Linked DNA regions of Mus musculus: region 2 is linked to region 1. A link is a contact called in public Hi-C data. All regions are on one chromosome and are shown on one strand. The core of a region is the stretch at or near the end of the contact, and the rest is flanking DNA. Distances in the headings are between cores, read along the strand shown.

Evidence for each region. Hi-C and Micro-C count contacts between places; a contact is called where the count stands out from the background.
Region 2: a Hi-C map of bone marrow-derived macrophages shows a contact between it and region 1, with 25 read pairs. The contact joins two enhancer-like sites. A contact is called at or near these places in 1 of 15 datasets of contacts at CTCF or cohesin (large pre-B cells), 1 of 484 Hi-C or Micro-C datasets (bone marrow-derived macrophages), 5 of 115 datasets of contacts at active chromatin or transcription factors (the HPC-7 cell line, embryonic stem cells, intestinal villus epithelium and 2 more) and 3 of 9 other capture datasets (adipose tissue, embryonic stem cells and liver).

The regions. Positions count from the first base shown.
Region 1 is chr6:119,996,959-120,003,614 of GRCm38.p6, reverse strand. It overlaps Wnk1 (WNK lysine deficient protein kinase 1), which reads left to right. Exons shown (of 28, transcript NM_001199084.1): 2 at 1,250-1,422. Among named protein-coding and RNA genes, the nearest start is that of Mir706, 34 kb to the left of the region's middle. Within about 2 kb of position 1,719, at least 2 of the 459 cell types and tissues checked have an H3K27ac peak or open chromatin away from gene starts, as enhancers often do. A contact at or near this core is called in bone marrow-derived macrophages, where this site is marked.
Region 2 is chr6:120,157,153-120,163,460 of GRCm38.p6, reverse strand. All of the region lies in intron 1 of Ninj2 (ninjurin 2), which reads right to left. Among named protein-coding and RNA genes, the nearest start is that of Gm25327, 17 kb to the right of the region's middle. Within about 2 kb of position 3,995, at least 133 of the 459 cell types and tissues checked have an H3K27ac peak or open chromatin away from gene starts, as enhancers often do. A contact at or near this core is called in bone marrow-derived macrophages, where this site is marked.

The DNA of each region.
Region 1 (6,656 bases), core at 470-2,969:
AAGACATTGCGTGTATGGACTTTAACAAACTATAAAGCCAAATTGGATTCTTCATCTCAGATAGGAAGTAAATTAGCTCCTGTAAAGGCACCAAGAACTTAACACCTGGTGAAAGCATACTTACTAGATTGCTTGATTATGATAACAATTTTGTTAGATTATACAGCATATTCATAGAAAGTTCTAATTAATACAAAGATATATATCATTTAACTGTTTTTGTTTTTTACCTAAGATATGTTTTTTTCTATATAGCTCTGATTATTAAGTCTTTGCCTATAACTATTCTGTGACATTAATCGCCTGTTTCTAACAATTATTGACTTATTTTGGAAGTGACAAGTTAACTGTATTTTATGGAATGAGATTATATTTTTGACATTGATACTAATGATAAATAATTTCAAGCATCACTTTATAATCCATTTTCCTTAAAGATACAGTACTCTGTTCTCCAACTCTTTTTTTTTTTTTTTTTTGGTTTTTCGAGACAGGGTTTCTCTGTGTATCCCTGGCTGTCCTGGAACTCACTTTGTAGACCAGGCTGGCCTCAAACTCAGAAATCTGCCTGCCTCTGCCTCCCAAGTGCTGGGATTAAAGTCGTGTGCCACCACCATCCGGCTGTGTTCTCCAACTCTTAAGGCACGCAAATGACTTTTATTAGTGTTTCTGTTTCATTTTAATGCTATTTATCATTAACGTATAATTAGCACATTTCTATTGATTTATTTATTTAGGTTTTTCAAGACAGGTTTTCTCTGTATAGCCCTGGCTGTCCTGGAACTTACTTTGTAGACCAGACTGGCCTCGAACCCAGAAATCTGCCTGCCTCTGCCTCAGAAGTGCTGGGATTAAAGGTGCGCATCACCATGCCCGGCGTATTTTATTTAGACAAGTTTTTTTTCCCCCCCCTTTGGTTTTTCGAGACAGGGTTTCTCTGTATAGTCTTGGCTGTCCTGGAACTCACTTTGTAGACCAGGCTGGCCTCGAACTCAGAAATCTAAATATAATCTCTAATGTCTAAAATATAATCTCTGTCTCTGCCTCCCAAGTGCTGGGATTAAAGGCGTGCGCCACCACGCCCAGCTTAGACAAGTTTTGAACTTAGTCTTGCTGCCTCATTGGGGCTACCTGACTTCTGAGATTGTCACCATGTGCCATCTTGACCAGCTTATTTAGCATCCTAATATAGCTATGTGACTTGTGTTTTATCATTTTAAATCACATTGTTTTGTTTTTTGCCTTTTAGGATCGAAAGTTAACAAAATCTGAAAGGCAGAGATTCAAAGAAGAGGCTGAAATGTTAAAGGGTCTTCAACATCCCAACATTGTTCGATTCTATGATTCCTGGGAATCCACAGTAAAAGGGAAAAAATGCATTGTTTTAGTGACTGAACTAATGACATCTGGAACACTTAAGACGTAAGTCAATCAATATTTTCTAGAAATCTCTTGTTTTATATTTACTTTTGTTGTTTAGTCTACTATGACAGAAATAATCCTTTCAACCAATGTGTTTTTACTACCCACAAAATCTTCTTGTATATAAAATAATAAGGTTATTATTTATTGGTAGCTATTGGGATGAGTTTGTTGCTGAATAAACCTAGTTAATTTTAAGTCATATTGATTGATATTTTTAAAATTGAGCAGTTTAGGAAGTAGAAATCAATGTCAAGGTTGCCCTCTAGTGGTTAAAATGAGATTAACAGAGGAAGCACTAGACATGGATGCTGAAAGCTGAACTCAGATCCTCTGCAAGCACTCTTAACCACTGAGAGTCATCTCCATCTCTCTTGGAGAGGATGAAGATGATGATGGGTATGATGATATTCATTCAAGCTCCTTATTCATATACCTGCTTCTTCTACTACTTTACTTTGTAGCACAGTGTCTGAAACTTGATAAATACTTGAGTGGTTTAAAGAAAGTTGTGTGATAGTTGTATGTCTATCTACACCTTGAAAGTCTTTTCAATGATACAGATACCTAGTTGCTTGTCAGCAGTCTGTCACGTTACAATGGTTTGACTTGTATCTTCCTTGCTTATTTATTTGTTTGTTGTTTGTTTGTTTTTTAAAGTCATGACTATTGAGCTAGAGCACTCATTGGTTAAGAGCACTTGTTGCTTTTGCAGAGGACCCATATCTGATTCTCAGCATGGCTGTGGTAGTTTACAAACATGTATAATTCCAGTTCTAGGGATCAAACACCTTTTGACTTCTGTGGCCACCAAGTTTGCATGTGGTACACACACAGATACACAGGCAAAAACATACATAAAATTAATGAATCTACTAGGAAGTTTTCACGATTTATTTTTTTAATTCATGTATAAATGTGTATATCTGTGAGTGTATGCCATATGGGAGTCTTTGTAGTGGGGAAGAGGGTGATAGATTCCTTAGAGCTGAAGTTACAGGCTGTAGTGGGCTGTTTTATTATGGATGCTAGGAGCCAGTATTACAGAGAAGCCCTGTCTTCAGAAAACCTAAACAAAGAAACAAATAAATGTAAAAGTAATGAAAAATGTTAAAAAGTAAAGTAAGAGCTGAGCATTATGATGCCAGAGCCATAGGAGACATACTCTTATTATGTAGCCTTGGCTGATCTGGAACTTGCTATGGAACCCCAGATGGGCCTAGAATTAAGCAGTACATGTGCTTCTGCCTCCAGAGTGCTAGAGTTGATTACAGATACTACACACCAGGAAGAAGAAGAGAAGGAAGAGGAAAGGAAGAAGAAATAGAAGAAACAACAACTATATTAGAGTGTAACTCAGAATCAATTGGTTCTTAACTAGTATGCACAAAATACAAAATCCTGGGTTCATTCAGCCATACCACATAAACTGGGTGTGTTGGTATAGCTGAAATCTCAGTTCTTCAGAGGTTGCAAAAAGTTCAAGCAAGTTCATTTACAGGTATTTAGGAAGTTTGAGGCCAGTCCAGGCTACACGAGACACTATCTTAAAACAAGCAAATGAAAACGATATTGAAAGTCTAGTTTGAAGTTCACATGTAATCCTAGCACTTGGAAGATGTAGGCAGAATCAGGAGTTCAAGGCCAGGCCCAGCTACATAGTAAGTTAAAGGCCAACTAAATGAGACCTGTTCAAACAAAACAAAACTATAGAGAAACATTTTTGGTACAAGCAAAGGGTTGCATGTGAACTGGCTGCTCGCCACCTGTGAAATGCAATGGGGAATTTAACATAAGTTGTTTTAGTATATATCTAAGAATCAGTAGGAAAGGGTAATCCCCAATAAAATAATAAGGGACGACAAATCACCATTATATAAATATGGTACACGTGAAAATGGATACTAGTTTTGTATTCACAAAGTGACAGCTGGTAGAGAGAAAGATTAGAATATAACCCATGTTAAAAAATGTAATTGTCCATAAAAAGCTAAATAAAGGTGGCACTCCAATCAGTAAAAACTACAAAAAGCTTTGGCCCTTTGGATGAAAGAAAAGTCTCTGAAAAATACTCCTCTCCTCTTTGCCCCATTCTCCTCTCCAAGTTGCTATCAATGCCTGTACTTTGTACTCATGTCTATCATTATCTCATGTACAATAATAAATTAATAATATATATTCTCTACTGTAAATTCTGCTGCCTAGCTAGTGCAGGAAACTCAGGCCAAAAGATATGCCATAAGTGAACCCAAATGAAATTTCCATGGACATTTTCATAGTTCATTGATGGTCACACTATGTACAGATAAGTTTTCAAAGGTAGTTTGAATGAGGATGACTCTCACAGGCCCATGTACTTGACTACTTGGTTCAGTAGATGGAACTATTTGGGAAGGATTCGAGGTATAGTCTTGTTGGGAGAGGTGGCAGGCCTTGAGCTAGACTTCTAGTCTTTCTGTCTAATACTTGTGGATTAGGATGTAAGCTCTCAGATGTGTCTGGTGCCATGTCTTTGCTCCACCATCATGGCCCCTAACTCTCTGAAACTGTAAGCCCAATTAAATATATCTTAATATGTTGCCTTGGTGATGGTATTTTGTTATGGCAACAGAAAAGTAACTAGACAGATGATTTCATAGTTAAATAATGTACCCACTAAAAAACTATGAAGACACAACCAGAAATGAATACTGGAGCAGCTAAAGATACTATGGGTAATTCTTTTCTTTTTTTTTCCCCCATTTTTTATTAGGTATTTAGCTCATTTACATTTCCAATGCTATACCAAAAGTCCCCCATACCCACCCCCCCACTCCCCTACCCACCCACTCCCCCTTTTTGGCCCTGGCATTCCCCTGTACTGGGGCATATAAAGTTTGCAAGTCCAATGGGCCTCTCTTTGCAGTGATGGCCGACTAGGCCATCTTTTGATACATATGCAGCTAGAGACAAGAGCTCCGGGGTACTGCTTAGTTCATATTGTTGTTCCACCTATAGGGTTGCAGTTCCCTTTAGTTCCTTGGGTGCTTTCTCTAGTTTCTCCATTGGGGGCCCTGTGGTCCATTCAATAGCTGACTGTGAGCATCCACTTCTATGTTTGCTAGGCCCTGGCATAGTCTCACAAGAGACAGCAGGGTCCTTTCAGCAAAATCTTGCTAGTGTATACAATGGTGTCAGCGTTTGGAAGCTGATCATGGGATGGATCTCTGGGTATGGCAATCACTAGATGGTCCATCCTTTCGTCACACTTCCAGATTTTGTCTCTGTAACTCCTTCCATGGGTGTTTTGTTTCCTATTCTAAGAAGGGGCAAAGTGTCCACACTTTGGTCTTCGTTCTCTTGAGTTTAATGTTTTTAGCAAATTATATCTTATATCTTGGGTATCCTAAGTTTCTGGGCTAATATCCACTTATCAGTGAGTACATATTGTGAGAGTTCCTTTGTGATTGGATTACCTCACTCAGGATGATGCCCTCCAGGGCTGGAGAGACAGCTCAGGGGTTAAGAGCACCCGACTGCTCTTCCATGGGTCCTGAGTTCAAATCCCAGCAACCACATGGTGGCTCACAACCATCCATAATGAGATCTGACGCCCTCTTCTGGTGTCTGACGACAGCTACGGTGTACTATGGGTAATTCTTAAAGTAATATATATTAAATATTTATGGAAAGGTGAAAGTGAATATGCAAACAGTTTTATGAAGGGCAATTGAGAATAAATAGTAGAAGACTTAAGAAAGAAATGAGACTCTATCCTGAAAATGACAGGCATAGTTGAACAAGATTTGCCTAAGAGCAACTCATTAAAATATCCTGGTCCTGTTACACTCCTTTATATCTCAGTACTTAGGAGGCAGAGACAGGTCACGAGGTCAGTCTGTTCTATCTAGTAGATTCCAGTGTAGCCAGGGACACTTAGTAAGACTGTCTTAAAAAAATCATTCTTTGACAATTTTATATATAAATATTGTATATTCTGATTATTGTTTCATTCCTCCAATATCTTCCCAATTCCTGCCACTCCCCCTTCTCTTCACAAGTCTTTTCCCCACATTCATGCTTTTTTGTTTTGTTTTATGACTGGTTGAGTTTAACCCCTTGTGAACATGTGTTTGGAATTGTGTATTGGAGCCTGATGGACTTACTAATGGGTACAAAATTGAAGAAAGTGACATCTCCTCCCCCATAATTGGTAACTAGTAGTTCAGTAGGGTGGAATGGGGTTGGTGGTGTATGTAGGACCCAGTCTTTTTTTTTTAGTAGATATTTTCTTTATTTACATTTCAAGTGTTATCCCCTTTTCTAGTTTCCCCTCTGAAAATCCCCTATCCCCTTCCTCCTCCCCCTGCTCCCCAACCCACCCACTCTTATTCCTGGTCCTGGCATTCTCCTATACTGGGGCAAAGAGCCTTCACAGGACCAAGGGATAGGCCCAATCTTATACAGGCAGATGCAAGCTTCTGTGAGATGATGAGATGGTGGAGTCATTCCTGGAAAATAGCATTCTGTAGTTACATTTTGTTGTTGGGTGTTTGTTTGTTTTTTGTGTTTTTTTTTTTTTTTTCTTTCTTTCTTTGAATCAGGTTTCTCTGTGTAGCCCTAGCTGTCTTGGAACTTACTCTATAGACTAGGCTGACCTCAAACTCAGATATCTACTTGCCTCTGTCTCTTGAGTGCTAGGATTAAACCCGTGTGCCACCACTGCCGGGCCATCCCATAGTTCTTACCACTATCTTTGGATCTTATAGTTTTCTGTCCCAATTCCACAAATTCCCTAAGAAAGGTTGTTAAAAGGTTTTATTCAAAGTTGAACATTCAGCTATCACTTACTTTCACCAACTTGAGCAGCTATGAGGCTCTGCATTTACATTCATTACAAAGAGAACCTTCTCTAATTAAGGCTAAGAAAAGCATTTGTCTATGTGTATAAATTTAAACATTTAGAAGGCAGTTTGCTGTCAGTTTTGCTTGCCAACAGTACTAAGTTCTTATCAGTGAGTGGTTCTCAACCTGTGGGACAACCCCTGCAGGAGTCAAATATCAGATATTTACATTACAATTCACAGTAGCAAAGTTAAAGTTATGAAGAAATGGCAATGAAATAATTTTGTGGTTGCAGTCACCACAACATGATGGAAATGTACTAAAGGACCACAGCATTAGGAAGGTTGAGAACCACTCCTTTAGATCCTAAAACCTCCCAGCCATGAGTTTTTGATCAGGTTTATAGTACC
Region 2 (6,308 bases), core at 2,746-5,245, 160 kb before region 1:
TGTGAGCAGGGTGATCCAGGGGCTGGAAACAAACCTTTTCCAGCTCTCTGCAGGAGAAGCAAACACTCATGACCTCTGCACCCCCACCCCCACCCCCATGGGAAAGAAATCACCGCCATGGGAAGGAGAGCGCAGAGACAAAACCATCTCTTTCATCTGTCTGACTTGATAACTATCAGTGATGCTATTGACATCCCCTAAGGAAGCCAGTGACAACTCTTCAAATGAACGACCTTCAGTTAAGAATACACGTGTCACTCGGATGCATCCTGCTAATGTGGTGACTGAGAAGTGTCATAGACATGCCAAAGGCTTCGAAGGACAGCGACACCTGGGACCTGCATCTTGGCACAGTACTAGCTCCAGAGACTCCGTTGTCATGGCTTTATTGAGATACAACTCACAAACCATGATTCATGCTTTAAAGCATACAATTTGATGACTTTTCATATGGTCACAGAGTTGTACAAACATTGCCACAATCAACTGTCTGAGTATTTCCTGTCCATGGTGTACCACTTGTTCACTCATTCATATTCTCTTTGTCTCTGTCTCTGTCTCTCTCTGTCTCTCTCTCTCTCTCTCTCTCTCTCTCTCTCTCTCTGTCTCTATCTCTGTTTCTCAGTCTCTGTCTCCCTCTGTCTCTCTCTCACAAACACATTCAGGTTTTTCTTCTTTTTCTTTTGGTTTTTGGTTATTGGTCTTTTTTTTTTTTTTTTTTAGATTTATTTATTTATTTCATGTATGTGAGTACACTGTCGCTATCTTCAGACACACCAGAAGAGAGCATCAGATCCCATTACAGATGGTTGTGATCCACTATATGGTTACTGGGAATTTAACTCAGGTTCTCTGAAAGAGCAGTCGGTACTCTTAACCTCTGAGCCATCTCTTTAGCTCCTGGTTATTGGTCTTCTGAGACAAGGTTTCTCTGTACAATATCCCTAGCTGTCTTAGAACTCACTTTGTAGACCAGGCTAGCCTTGAACTCACAAAGATCCACTTGGCTCCCAAATGCTGAGATTAAAGGCATGTTCTACCACATACCTAGCTACATTCAGCTTTTTTGAGACAGGATTTCAATAAGTAGAGTAAGTAGGCTGGCATTTAACTCACTGTGTAGTCCCAGGCTAGCCCCCAAATCCAAGGCAATCCTCTTGCCTCTACCTTCCAACTGCTGGGATGTCAGGCATGTGCCAGCATGCTCCGCTAAGATCCAGTAGAATCCACACTAGTTTGGACTCAGCATTCCCATGCCACAGTGTAAGATGTGGACAAACCCTGCACACTATGACTGTGTCACACTGGCCCTGGTCAGGCTTGGTGATATACATCTGGAATCTCAAAACTTAGAAGGTAGAGGCGGGAGGATAAGAAATTCAAGATCATCCTCAGCTACATAAAATGTTCACACTAACTTGGGCTACCTGACACCCTGTCTTAAGCAATCAAGGGGAGGATGCTGGTCTTTTTTTTTTTTTCCCCTGGTGGTTTGAGAAGGGACGTGGGACGTGAGACAGGAGCAGGTGTGTGGTAGTGGACAGAGTTGGAGGCACCTGGCCCAAAGTCTACAATCTAAGCAGTGCCCTCTCTCCTCCATTATCGTTCTAGAAATTGGGTTTTTGGGGTTTCCTCCCTACTCCAGTATGGATCCAGACAGGTATCTGGCCAGAAAGACTAGCTAGAACTGGAACTGGTAGCACAAGGCCATAATTCCAGTTACTGGGGATGGGAGTAGGACCGGAAGATCTCAAGTTCAAGGCCAACCTGAGCTCCACAGTGAGACACTGTCTTAAAAGAAAACCAAATTTTCACAAAAAAGGAAAACAGAGATAAAGACAAGGGGCAGTTAGATACAAAGTTTAAGAAAATGAAAGACTCCACTCACAAGGCTGAAGAGCCCAACAACAGGAATTCCAGATAAGATGAACTGAGAAAGAAAGGGCAAGATAATTCAGACTTTTAAACGTGACTTAGATTTTTTTTTCCCCTAGAGCAGAGAACACACATTTTTAAGTGTAAAGTCCTGGCCAACTATGCATTACTGTGAGTTAGAAAAGATGTGCCTACCCCAAGGTGCGTTATGGTGACCTTTTAGAACTGGAGGTGAGAAGAATCTAAAAGCTTTCAGACGTGAGACACACAGACCAGTGTGGGTCTCAGCCTTCCCAATGCTGCCACCCTTTAATACAATTCTTCATGTTGTGGTGACCCCCTAAGCATAAAATCATTTTGTGGCTACTCCATAACTGTCATTTTACTACTGTTACGAATCATAATGCAAATAGTTGATATGCAGGCTATCTGATATGTGACCCTGCAACCCACGGGTTGAGAACCAGCGCAAAGGACAGAAGCCTGGTGTTGGTGTAACCGCAGCCTCACTAGAAGCTGAGGGTACGGGTGACTTCATTTACCCCAGCACGCAAACACTGCGTTGCCTTTGCTTGCTGCCATAGGGAATTACTAAAGGGCATCACAGAACCAGGGCAAACCAAGAGAAGGCAAGACATGCAACCTACAGGACTCTGGACAGAATCACCTTGTCACTGAGGAGATCTGAGGGAAAAGAGAAAAGGAGGTGAGGAGAGGTGGGGCATCCCAGGGGCGGGGCATTCCAGGGGTGGGGCCGGGATAACTAGGCCTTGAGTTAAGTACATGGAACACTGACCAAGAGGATCCTGTGGGTCTAGTGAGATTGTTCAACATGTAAAGGCACTTGCCCTTTAGTCTGATGGCCTGAGTTCAATCCCTGGGACCCCACTCCCAAGAGTTGTCCTCTCACCTACACACACACACACACACACACACACACACACACACACACACATTTTTTTCTTTTCTTTTTAAGAAAGGTCTGTGGTCATGAGAACCCCTGGTTTCAAATCTTTATGAAGCCCAGTTACACTCTCACCCTTTGGCTTTATGACACCCCATCTTTCTACAACAAATCCTCCCGACTTCACAGTTCCCCCAGTGGATTTTAACCACGATTTCTCCAGAAACCTTTTTTATTCAAGCAACTTGAAGCAGCGTTACCAGAGCGTTTATTACAAATGCTCTTGGCCTCCCCCTAGACCCAGCCAATCAGAATATTGTCCCCTTGTCCCCTTTTTGTTTCAAGGCTTGGGCTGAAACTCAGCCTTGCACACACTGGATGGGCCCTCGGCCACTGAGCCTCACACTTGAGCTGAAGAACCTGACTTTGTTTTTAGATTTGCTTACTCTATTTTAGGAGCGTGGGTACTTTGCCTGCATGTGTATCTGTGCACCACATGTGTGCCTGATGTTCCCAGAGGTCAGAGGAGGGCATCGGATCCCCAGGAACTGAGTATTGATGATTGTGAGTCACTTATGTAGCTGCTGGGAACCAAACCTGGGTCCTCTGAAAGAGTGTAAGTTTCTCTTAACCGCAGAGCCAACTCTCCAACCCCTAGTACCTGCATTATAGGAGCAACTAGGGTTCCAGGTCACCTGTATATCTATTAAAGTCTGAGAAGCAGTGTGCTACACCTGCTTTTCAAGGTAGCATGCTGGGCATACTAGAGATAGCTGACCCTAAGCACGCACCAGGCATCATGGTGCATACCTATAATCCCAGCTTTAGGGAGGTAAAGGTAGGGGAATCTAAAGTTCACAGTTATCTCACTTAACCACTCCTACCCGACCCCCCACCTAGCCCATCCTGGGGCTGCAGGAGAGCTTGAACCATGGGATCAATAGCAGCCCTGTACCACATTACTAAAGCAAGCACAGGACTAAAAGGGCAGAAAACACATTGTATCAGCCGAGGCTTCAGCGCTATGCAGGAACCCAGCAGGTTAGTCAGGTCAGGTATCCCTGGCTGGCAACCATTAAATAAAATCACCTCTCAAGTGTGGCAGTTGGCTGTGAATAAATGACCAATGACTGTCAACATCCCGCTGACACAGGCTGGGTGCTGGGCTAAGGCTCTCTTCTTGGCAGAGAGAGCCTTCTGCCCCTGTGCTCAGGAAGTTGGCAGGAGGAGACAGGCTGAGTTAGTCGCTGCTAATCGCTTTTTCAGACAGAAACCTGTGGCCTACAGGACTAGGGGAAAGGAGAAGTGGGCAGAAAGGAGGCTGGGGGCCCCTGTGGGGGTGGGATAGGAAATCACATTCCCATTCTTGGCAGGAGCTGGCTGCCTCCCACCACTTTTCCTGGTTGAGGTCCTTTGGCAGTCAGCCACAGCCTTTGTGCTGTGGGTGCCACCCCCATTTCAACATGAGCACATTAGAATGGGAGGCGGAATTGTAACGATGGTACAGGCAAGAGGAAATGGACTTGTGGACAGCTGAAGCCCCAGCTCAGCCCTCCATGTGCTGTGACTAAGAAAATAAGAGGAGGAAGAAGAGAAGAAGGAAGAGGAGGAGGAAGAGGAAGAGGAGGAGGAGGAGGAGGAGGAGGAAGAAGAAGAAGAAGACCCCAGCACTCTCAAATTATACATGTGAGAGTCCTTTAAAGTATCATTGGAATCTTACATTATTCATCAGTAACAAACTCTACCATTGAATGTCTGTCCTCATGAAGGCTCAGTGTCAACTCTGGAGCCACCAGTGTAGCAACAGTCAAACACAAACTTCAAAGCATACTGAACACTTAAGACTGCACTAGGTCCGGCCTGCAATCCCAGCTACTAATGAAGTCGAAGCAGTAGGATTAAAGGGTCTCGTCTCAAAATGGAAATTATAAAGAGGGCCAAGGGTATGACTCCATAATGAAGTATCTGCCTATCATATGTGAAATCCTAAATTCAGCCCCTAGTAACACACACACACACACACACACACACACACACACACACACACACACGTGGGGGGGGGTGTGAAATGGAGAGGGAACAATCACTATCTGATTTTGTTAAATCTATTTTTATTTTCTGTGCATTGCTGTTTTGCCTGAATGTATGTCTGCATGAGGGTGCCTGATCCTGGAGTTATGAGTTACCATGTGGGTGCTAGGAATTAATCCTGGGTCATCTGGAAGAATAGTCAGTGATCTTAACCACTGAGCCATCTCTTAGGCACTGAGAGAGAGTTTATTTTATATATGTAAGTACACTGTAGCTGTCTTTATATCTTCAGACACACCAGAAAAGGGCATCAGATCCCATTACAGATGGTTGTGAGCCACCATGTGGTTGCTGGGATTTGAACTCAGGACCTCTGGAAGAGCTGTGCTCTTAAAACACTGAGCCATCTCTCCAACCCCTAAAATATATATTCTAATCCATTTAAATTTCAGAACAACTTCTTGGGGGCAAATGCATTTTCCCATATCACAGGGAAAGCTGAAGTGTCTGAGAGGAGAGACGGTCATGTGTTAATTAATGTCTGTCAGTTTTCATCACCATGACAGATACTGCAAGATGACTCGAGAGGAAGAAAGATTACGTTGAGCTCATGGCTTCTGAGGTGTCAGCCCCCCATGGCTTGATCTTGTCACATTGGACACATCACTGTGAGGTACAGATGTTACAAGGTTGCTCACTTTATGGAGGCCTGGGAGCAAAATGAGAGCAAGGGGTCAGGGTCCCACTGTCCTTTTCGATGTCACAGATTCCTCCTAAATGTTCTGCTATGATGGACTGATGACTAAGCCTTTTGTACACGTTCTTTGGGGGACGGTTATGACCCAAAGCACAACCCCTGTGGAACTGGGATTCAAATCCAGATAGTCTCAGCCCAGAGTGCTAACCAAGCTGCTCAATTCACAACACAGGGGCAGTGTGGTGGGCAAGATGCCAACAGTCGCTCCCACTAGTAAACCCCACTCCGGTCTTAATTAGCAGCTTGGTTTCAGCTAAGTAACTCAGAGGCCGTACAGAATGGGGGCAAGAACAGAGGCGTCATCCAGACCTGGTAGCAAGGCCTGTAATACCAGCTACTTGGGAAACTGAGACAGGAGAGTCACACTTCCAAGGCCTGCCTGGGCAGTTTAGTGAGACAACAGTCTCAAAATAAAAAGTGAAAAAAGGTCCTGGGTATATGCTGCAGCAGGAGAGTGCCCACATAGCATAGTCAGGGTCCTGGGTATATACTGCAGCAGGAGAGTGCCCACTTAGCACAGTCAGGGTCCTGGGTATATGCTGCAGCAGGAAGAGTGCCCGCCTAGCATAGTCTGGGTCCTGGGTATGTGCTGCAGCAGGAGAGTGCCCACATAGCATAGTCAGGGTCCTGGATATATGCTGCAGCAGGAGAGTGCCCACATAGCATAGTCAGGGTCCTGGTAATATACTGCAGCAGGAGAGTGCCCGCTTAGCACAGTCAGGGTCCTGGGTATATGCTGCA